Linked DNA regions of Capsicum annuum: region 1 is linked to region 2. A link is a contact called in public Hi-C data. All regions are on one chromosome and are shown on one strand. The core of a region is the stretch at or near the end of the contact, and the rest is flanking DNA. Distances in the headings are between cores, read along the strand shown. Region 1 holds the start of LOC107868137 (2-alkenal reductase (NADP(+)-dependent)). Region 2 holds the start of LOC107852353 (leucine-rich repeat and IQ domain-containing protein 1).

The links. A called contact is a pair of places that touch in the nucleus more often than the background predicts.
Region 1: a Hi-C map of leaf shows a contact between it and region 2, with 6 times the contacts expected there. The contact joins the promoter of LOC107868137 here to the promoter of LOC107852353 in region 2. A contact is called at or near these places in 4 of 5 Hi-C or Micro-C datasets (bud, leaf and placenta).

The regions. Positions count from the first base shown.
Region 1 is chr4:27,349,983-27,354,416 of UCD10Xv1.1, reverse strand. LOC107868137 (2-alkenal reductase (NADP(+)-dependent)) reads left to right here and starts at 2,524. Exons shown (of 2, transcript XM_047411772.1): 1 at 2,524-3,012. The coding sequence starts at 2,788.
Region 2 is chr4:26,379,277-26,383,877 of UCD10Xv1.1, reverse strand. It overlaps LOC107852353 (leucine-rich repeat and IQ domain-containing protein 1), which reads left to right and starts at 3,275. Exons shown (of 4, transcript XM_047411771.1): 1 at 3,275-3,534.

The DNA of each region.
Region 1 (4,434 bases), core at 1,275-3,774, 970 kb before region 2:
ATGTATCAGCTAGACTCATTATAATGCAAATTCCAGCAAAATACTGGCAGCCCCTTACTTTCTGGACACATGAAGAAACAGAATTTCCCTTTTTGTGCCAAGTGATGGAGTCATTTTCTTTGAATTCTACTTCAATTCAACTTGAATTCAATACTTTCTTGAAATATAAATATATGAACACTAACTATCCAACTCCTAAATTCTATCAAACTCATACTAATAACAACACAAAGAATATTTTCAACGTATGGACAAAAAAAGTATCATTTTCCTCTTCTTGCTAGTACTAATATTTTTCACTCTTCAACCTCCATCAGCTTCTCAGATGTTGGTTTCTCATAATTGTAGACGCCCCCAGGTGAATGGCGGTTGTTGCATAAAGCCATTGGCATATCCGAGGTGCACATGCAACTCCGGCATAAGAACAATGTAGTTATCTTTGATACAACGGATTTTGGCCATTCTAACCTCTCACTTCCAGGAGGGCGTTGTCGCTATGACCCCAATGACATGGTATCATGCGAAGACTGCTCTGCTCATTTTGTTTTATACGACATTGGTAGCAACATATTCCGAGCATTAATGCTCCAAACAGATCCTTAGTGCTCTTCTGGTACGGTCCTCCCCGATGGAACATTAGTCCAAACCGGAGGATATAATGATGGGGACCATGTAATACGTACATTAGCGCCTTGCACGGGTGAGAACTGTGATTGGGTGGAGCTCACCCGTACTTTAATTCAACGAAGATGGTATTTAACTAACCACATCCTTCCTGATACACGAATAATCGTGGTAGGGAGAAGAAGACAACATAACTACGAATTCTACCCGAAAATTTCTGGAGATCCCTCTTCTGGTTCTGGACTATCAGCTCTATTGGTGGAGTGAAAAGATCTAAGCACAACCATGAAAGTAAGACTGATTTCGAGCATGAATTGTCGATCATAGCATGCATAGGATAACTCATCCCGGGATTAGTTATCCTAGGATTGTAGTGTTTTTCTTATTCCTCCTTGAGGGTGGGATAACTAATCCCGGAATAACTTTTTTTCCAACCAAAACAAAGGTTATTCAATTTTGTGGTATGCCTCAAGGTTCTTAATACTAAAACTTAAATAGTATGAGAGCACATATGAAATAGTCACTAATACTAATGTTGTGTTCAAATTTTTTCAAGTTATTCAACAATTTGTTGTTTCTGTTTTGCCTTTCAAGATCATGTAATCCGAACTTTTTCCACATGGACCACTACTGAAATTGTATCACTTCATTGGAATGGTTACAGTAGTAATGATATATCTCCCTCGGTTTCCGTCCTTCCACTCCCTGAGGCACATCAACTTGGCATCCATGTTTCTGAGCTTGGGCTACACTTTCCTAGTTGTTGGTGCTTGTATTCATGCTGGTAAGTTCTTATGTTTTTTGTAGTTCAGGTTCTTTTTTCATGTCCTTGGAATATTTTCTGAACAATTTGGAGAATTTAATTCACAAGGGTATCAGTTGTTATTGTTATGTAAATTTGATGTGTATCAATTGTGCCTGCTGGAAAATCTTAGACACAAGAAACGCCAAATCTTTATGTGAATTTTGCTTTCTTTCAGGAAGTTCGGAAGCATTTTGATAAAGCTAATGTTGCTTATGATCAGTGCCCTTTCATCAATTACCGTTAATTAGGGAGGAGGAAAAAGAGAAAAATTGGAGAAAGAGCTGACTGATTTTGAATTTTTTTTTTTTTTTAATGTTATTAGGTTTGGATGGGACGGGTCAAGTTATTATGTTTGGGTGGATTAGGTTTAGCAGGTCGGTTATTAATTAGTTTAATTAACTATTACTTAGTCAATTAAAAAGAGTTATATCATTAATGAATTGGGGATAAATATATCTATTAAATAAAAGGACAAAGTAGGCCTATAGGTAGACGGAGAGAGCATTCAAATCCAATAAGTAGACGGAGGACATTTTTACATTATTTTAGATAGTTGAAGGGCATTTTAGGCCCTTTTCCGTTGTATAAATTACATGTGAATAGTTTGTTTAACACCTGTAGATGAAATGTTGGGAGCGTCAACGATTCAGATGTTGGCCAACTTTCCAGCTGCATCTCAGTTGTGCAGGACGGGATACAATCTCATCTTAAAACCAATATGAATACTTACCAATCAAAATAAATATTGTATTTAAATAAAATAAAAAATAATTGGTAACAATAATTCAAATAAACGTTAGTTTCTCATATGGTCATTCAACTAATATTTTTTATCTTAAATAGTCACTCAACTTTATTTTGTAATAAAAAAGTCACTCAATTATTGTTATTTCACCTCCACCGTCACTCAATTAATTCAAGTAATTTTGTCAATAAATATTGTTGAGCTGAAATATTTTAAAATAAAATTTCACATCAGAAATATCAATCAGAAATATTATTTGAATCGATTGACTATCTTTGTATGTGAAATATCATTAATTTAGTGACTTTATAGATAAATTATAATAGTTGAGTGATTTTTCAAATATAAAATAAAGTTCAAAGTGATTTTTCAATATACAATAAAGTTGCGTGAACTTTGAGGGAATTACTATATTAGTTGAGTGAAGTTTGTGTAGTAAACTAAGTTGAAAGGATTTTTTAAGAAATTATCTCTCGTGTTACGAAACAAAACAAATTGTACTCAATGGAATCCGTAACGCTTTGCCTTCTCGATCGTTCCGTCTCCCACTCTCCCTCCTAAGTAAACTTGTATCAACAACCCTTGATTCACATCAAACAAAGAATTAGAGAGAATGGCAGAAGAAGTGAGCAACAAACAGGTGATTCTAAAACACTATGTGACTGGTTATCCCAAGGAACCGGACATGGAAATCAAGAATGGCACCATTAAACTGAAAGTTCCAGAAGGTTCTAATGCTGTCCTTTTGAAGAATCTTTACTTGTCATGTGACCCTTACATGCGTTCCCGCATGCAGAAAAAAGAGGGTAGCTATGTCGACTCCTTCACTCCTGGCTCTGTAAGTTTTTCATTTTATTGAATTTAGTAAATAAATTTGAGAGTGGGAGCATTGTCAGTTGTTTGTTCTACTAGTAGGTTGAGATTTACATAATAGTAATTATCTTCAACCCAATCCATTAACTATTGGGTGAATTAGGCGGGTCACCTCAATTTGAGTTCATTTTGACACCTCTAGAATGTACCATGAACCCATTTAGACAATATTGTATTGTTAGTTGCTACTCTTGTTTGCTTTGGCGTTGTTAGTTAATTACTCATTCTGTTCAAATTTATGTGGCACCTTTGAGTTTCGAGATTCAAACATGTTTTTCTTTGACAACAATTTTTTCATATTTCTTTTAAAAGATATTGAATTCGAATATATTGCTTTTATTTCAAAAAACTTAAAGATTCTATGTCCAAAATCACAATCAAAAATAAATTGTTTGACTCTCAAAATTTGAACTGTGCCACGTAAATTGGGAAAGTGGAGTACTAGTTTGATTTATAACTTTGTATGTGGGGAAGAGGGAACCATTTTATGTCTCTACTGAATCTAATACTGTAATAGAATAGCTTAGGCTTTCTTTTTCAACTTCTGTTAGTTTATTATCAAATGGGTGAAACAATCCAAATCAAAGAAAACTCTTTTTTTCTTGTTTCTCTTGTTTGAAACGTTTTCGAATGTTCCTTTGATCCCTTAAGCCTATTTGCTTATAAAAATGTTTACCTAGTAGAGACAAAAAACTAGGTGCTTTCATCTCATTTGTTCTAGCTTTGGTGGACAGAGTTAACAAGTACTTGGTACTTGTTGCTGGTGGGAGGTATCCCTGGATTAATTAGTTGAGGTGTGCGAAAGCTAACCTGGACACCACGGCTATAAAACAAATTAATGTTTTCTTGTTTGCATTGGGATTGTTAATTAATTATATTTACTGAAAATGGTTTGTAATTTTTAAAGGCAAACTGAATAGTTTAAGGGTGTGATTAGTTTGGACTAATGTACCAATATTATGTTGATTCCATCTGTTTATCAAAATTGATGCCCATTTAGTTCAGCAAAACTGATGAGTTTAACTAAGTCATACATTTCTTATTCCAAGTAATCTATATAGGTTGGATAAAATCATTCTTAATGTTCGTGGTTTCTTCTTCCTCCTACAAACAATCAAATAAACCTTTCTATTCTTTTCACCTAAAATGCTCTCTCCATTCAGCATGTTATGATTGTAGTTTTTTCCTAACTAAAATACGAACATTTCTTGTTATTGTTGAAACAGATTACAAAGTTTTAGTACATTTTGTTGTAAAACAAAATGAACAAGCTTTCCAATTATTTCGTGAACTATGTACCGATATAAATATCAATGAATTGCAAGTGAGTTTGAATTCCCTGAGTAAGTTGTTGAGACCTCGAATGTTCCAAATGGAACTTTATTTC
Region 2 (4,601 bases), core at 2,026-4,525:
TCTTCTTTTTTTCTTAACATTAAATTTAATGTTCACCTATTTTCTTATATCTTCTTCCTAGATTAGAAAATACTATTTTTATTTTTAATCCTTCATGGTTTTCATATATTTTTTCATCTATTATAAATTCTTCTTTATTCATTTTTATTTAATTGTTAATAGATCATGTTGGTATGTATATTCTAGATTATCTATTGTTGATTCTAAATTTGATATTTCTTTTTTTTTGCGCATTTATTGAGTTTTTACTAACTCCGACAATTATGTTATATTGTAGTCTTTCTATCCTTATTTTAAATTCTTTACGTTTTTCAGATATTATTTGCTTTAATTCTTTATATTTTGGTAATTTTTGTACGTTATTCATTTAAAATAAATTAATCAAATAATAAATTAATCAAATAAATCCAAATATATAATCTAACTGAAAATAGTAAAAGGATATTAAGAACTAACAAACCTTCTTCTTTTTGTGCATTTATTGAGTTTTTACTAACTCCAACAATTATGTTATATTGTAGTCTTTCTATCCTTATTTTTAATTCTTTACGTTTTTCAGATATTATTTGCTTTAATTTTTTATATTTTGATAATTTTTGTACGTTATTCATCTAAAATCAAATAATAAATTAATCAAATAAATCCAAATATATACTACTTCCGTAACTTTAGAACTTCAAATCAAGTTATCCGCACCCTCCTACTAAATTGGATTCTTTCTCCCCTCTTTTTTAGGACTTCAAATCATACGTGTATGTTTTTTTTTTAAAAAAAAAAACGTAAAGTCGATTTTGGATAAAATAAAAGAAATCCAAATATGTATCGAAAACTAAAAAAGGTTTAGTAAATGTGTTTGAAGAAAAAAAGGAAGTAACTTAGGATAATGTAATAAGGTATTATAATATTATTGGTCATAAAATAATAACATATGCATCTACGTGTAACTAAAGGCAGGGGATCTCCTGATGTAAATTTAATATTCCAATTCAGGTTTGATTTTAAAATTATATGTAATATTCAATGTTTATAATATTGACGTTACACATACGATCAAAATTCAAAACAATATTAAATAGTATGGTTATTTTTTCTTTCTAAGACACCAACCATAATTTAAGAGGTTATCAATGTATTTTTCACGTACCTTAGTTGTATCTTAGATATTTATAATTGATATATAACTAATTAAATAAATTACTTTACTATTTAAGTAAATATCATATTTAGTGTAACATTTAAACTCATTAAAATGAGGTAACTGAGCGAGACACGTACACCTAAGCTAGTATATATATATATATATATATATATTGGATTCCTACTCTGTCATTATTATTCGCCAACTAACCATTCCACTTATTGTTTGTTAGACAACTAACCAACTCTCTCTCAATATATATTAAACTCTTACTTAGACTCTGCCAAAAATTAATTTTTAATTTGATCAAAATTAAATAGAACGACATAAATCCTAATTTAATTGAGATTATTTTTTTAGGATAAATTACGTAAAAATACAAATTTAAGAGACATAAATACATAAAATTCCTTATTTTTAAAATATTTCATAAAATTTCATATTTCTTTTTTTCCTCTTGATACATATTAAATAAGGAAGTAACAGATTTGCATTTATTTTAGGAGAGTAAATAATGAGAGAAAATTTCTTAATTATCTAAAAAAATTAAATTAAAATTTTTTCATCAAATTTATCATTTTCAATTTTCAATTTGGTTTAATTTTTTTCCATCTCTATTAATCTTTTTATTTCCTTGAAAGTTTGTAAGTTTTACTGCGTACTTCATGCTGACAAACATTCATATTTCTTTGAAGAATTTTCATACTGTAGAAGCTAAAAAATCTAACAGTTTTCGGCGGAACCATGACAATGCCGATGTCTGATGCAATGGTCCGTAGAATTAGATATCGAATTCGGCGTTGATACATATATTTTTTTATTAATGCATTTGACACATATATAATGTTGTTAATTTCTTGATACATTTTCGTACTATAAATGGTGATACATATGAGTGATATATTTGCTGTCAGTCTATTGGTGATAGATATAAGCGATACATTTGTTGTCAAAATACTAGTGTATATATGACAGATACTTTTTGATAGTGATTCAGATTTTTGATTCGTTTATAAATGTTTGATATATTTAACATATATAAACTATTCCTTTTTGTATGAGATTGAATTTTGAATGAGTATTGAGTAATTTTATCGCCTGTTATGTTGGAAAGTTTGGAGCTCCAAATGTTCATAATGATACATCTGAAACCAAATGTATTTATACCATGATTTGTGCGTGATTTACTCTCTGTAATAATTGAAAATTAGTTATTTTCTTATTTAACTAACCACTTAGTTACAAATGTATCACAATACATATATATCAAAGCTAAAGATATGTATCACAAAAATTCAAATTTGGTATACAAGTTATGATAAAACGTATTACAACCTATTAAAAATTCAAATTTTATGTAACCTACCATTTTCTTTTCTTTTAATAACCGTAAAAATAAGGGGAATGGACAAGAATAGCCACTCAGCTAAAAGAATTGCCGTTGAGTGGCCATTGATTTTGAATTTTCAAAATATAGCTATTTAGGTCATTTTTTGCTACTGCCTTCATGTTTTTTTTTCTTGTCTTTTAGCTATTTTTTTAAAATTGTTGCTAGACTTTTTAAAAAATTCATTGCTTGCCCTCTTTTTCTAAAAAAATCTTTTTGTCTTTTTTGTCACTATTTTTTTCGCAGCTCCATTTTTTTTATTTTTTTAAAAGCTATTCTTCTAATTGGTGTAGTTTTTCTAACAATCAAATACGATTTGATAACATTGTAATTGTTGCTCTTCTTTTTAATCAATCACACATAATATTTGATATCAAATACATGAATCTTTGATACCAAATATAAATACATATTTTATACAATAATTGTATAAAAGTGTATCAATATGGTATAAAAATGTATCAATTGAGTATAGAGACTGCATGTATTCAATTGGGCCAATAAATTGGGCCAAATGGCTCCAATTGTCCACATTTTTAAATTGCGAACCATTTCTTTTCAAAGTGGTCAGCCCATGTCCTTTCCCCAAAAAATAACCTAATTCTACCCAATTAGACCCAACCTTCTTTGACCCGGACCGAGGCCCATCCCCTTTCAATTTTGTCAGCAGCCCAATAACACTAACAGCAAACCCAACCCAACAACCAGTGACCCGGCCCACCTTACAACTCCCTTCTCTAACCCGATTCAACACCAACATCAGTCATCAGCAGTGGTACACCGATCGAACAACAACACAGCAACTTGAGCCAAAACAACGACAAATATCAACAACACAGCAACTCAACGGAGAAACCGGACACCCGCGAACCAACCAAGCAAAATCCGAAACAGCTCCGACCCGATATCAGCAACGAAGCGCGACAGCAACTTTATCTCTGTGTGTTAGGTAATTATCGGAAGAGTTCGTGGGTGCTGCCAAATTTGCTGCCAGAGAAATATTGACCAGGTAATAATCCATTTTTGAGGATTTAGCCTTTGAGTTTACAAAAACCTCAGGGTTTATTGTTCTTTTAATTGTTTTTTTTGTGAGTTCTATGATTTTTCTTAAGTAGTATTTTGGTGTTTTTGAGGAGTCAAAGGAACCCCACTTGCTTGTTTTCTTGATTTTTGTGTAAAAATTGGATCTTGGTTGAAGTTTGTGAGAATTTAAGGAACCCAACTTGCTTGTTTTCTTGATTTATGTGCTAGTTGTTTATAAAATTTGGATATTGATTGAAGTTTGGCTTAGTGTAAGTTGCAATCTTGAGATACCCTTTTGGTGTTGGAGTTTAATTGAGTGAAAATGTGGTGTTTTAGCTGTGAAAGTTGAGATTTTGTTGTGTTGATTTGGTGGGGAAAGGTAAGATTTTGAGACCCTTTTTGTTTTAGCTGAAAAGTTGGATTTTGGTTAAAGTTTGAGTTGTGTAAAGTTGCAATCTTGAATGACCGTTTTGAAGTTGGAGGTTAATAGAGTGGAAATTGGTGATTTTGCTGTGAAAGTTGAGATTTTGTTATGTTGTTTTAGTGGGGAAAGGTAAGATTTTTAGACCCTTTTAGTTTGAGGTGAAAATTGGATCCTTACCTGTGAGAATTGAAGCTTTTGTTGTGTTAGTTTGGTGGGAAAGTTGAGATCTTGAGACCTTTTTAGCTGAAAGTTTTGAGGTTCTTGGGTTTTGAAAATCTGGTTCAATGGGTAATTGTTGTGCAGTACCAAAAACTTCAGACACTGAGGAGAAGAAAAGGGGGGAAAAAGTAAGCCAAAGCCATTTTCTGTTGTCTATGCTCATAAGAATGGACACAAGTCCAGTGGCGGAGCCACATTGAATTCAGGGTTCGTCGGAAAATTATATCATTTTTACATGATTAAAAACATTTTTATGTATATATAGTAGATGTTGAACTCCCTTTGACTAGTCCATATATTTACTTCTGAACTCCCTCATGAAAATTCTAGCTCCGCCATTGCACAACTGGCGGTGATAACGAGGCGATGTATGAGCTAGGGCATGATCTTGGGAGAGGTGAATTTGGCGT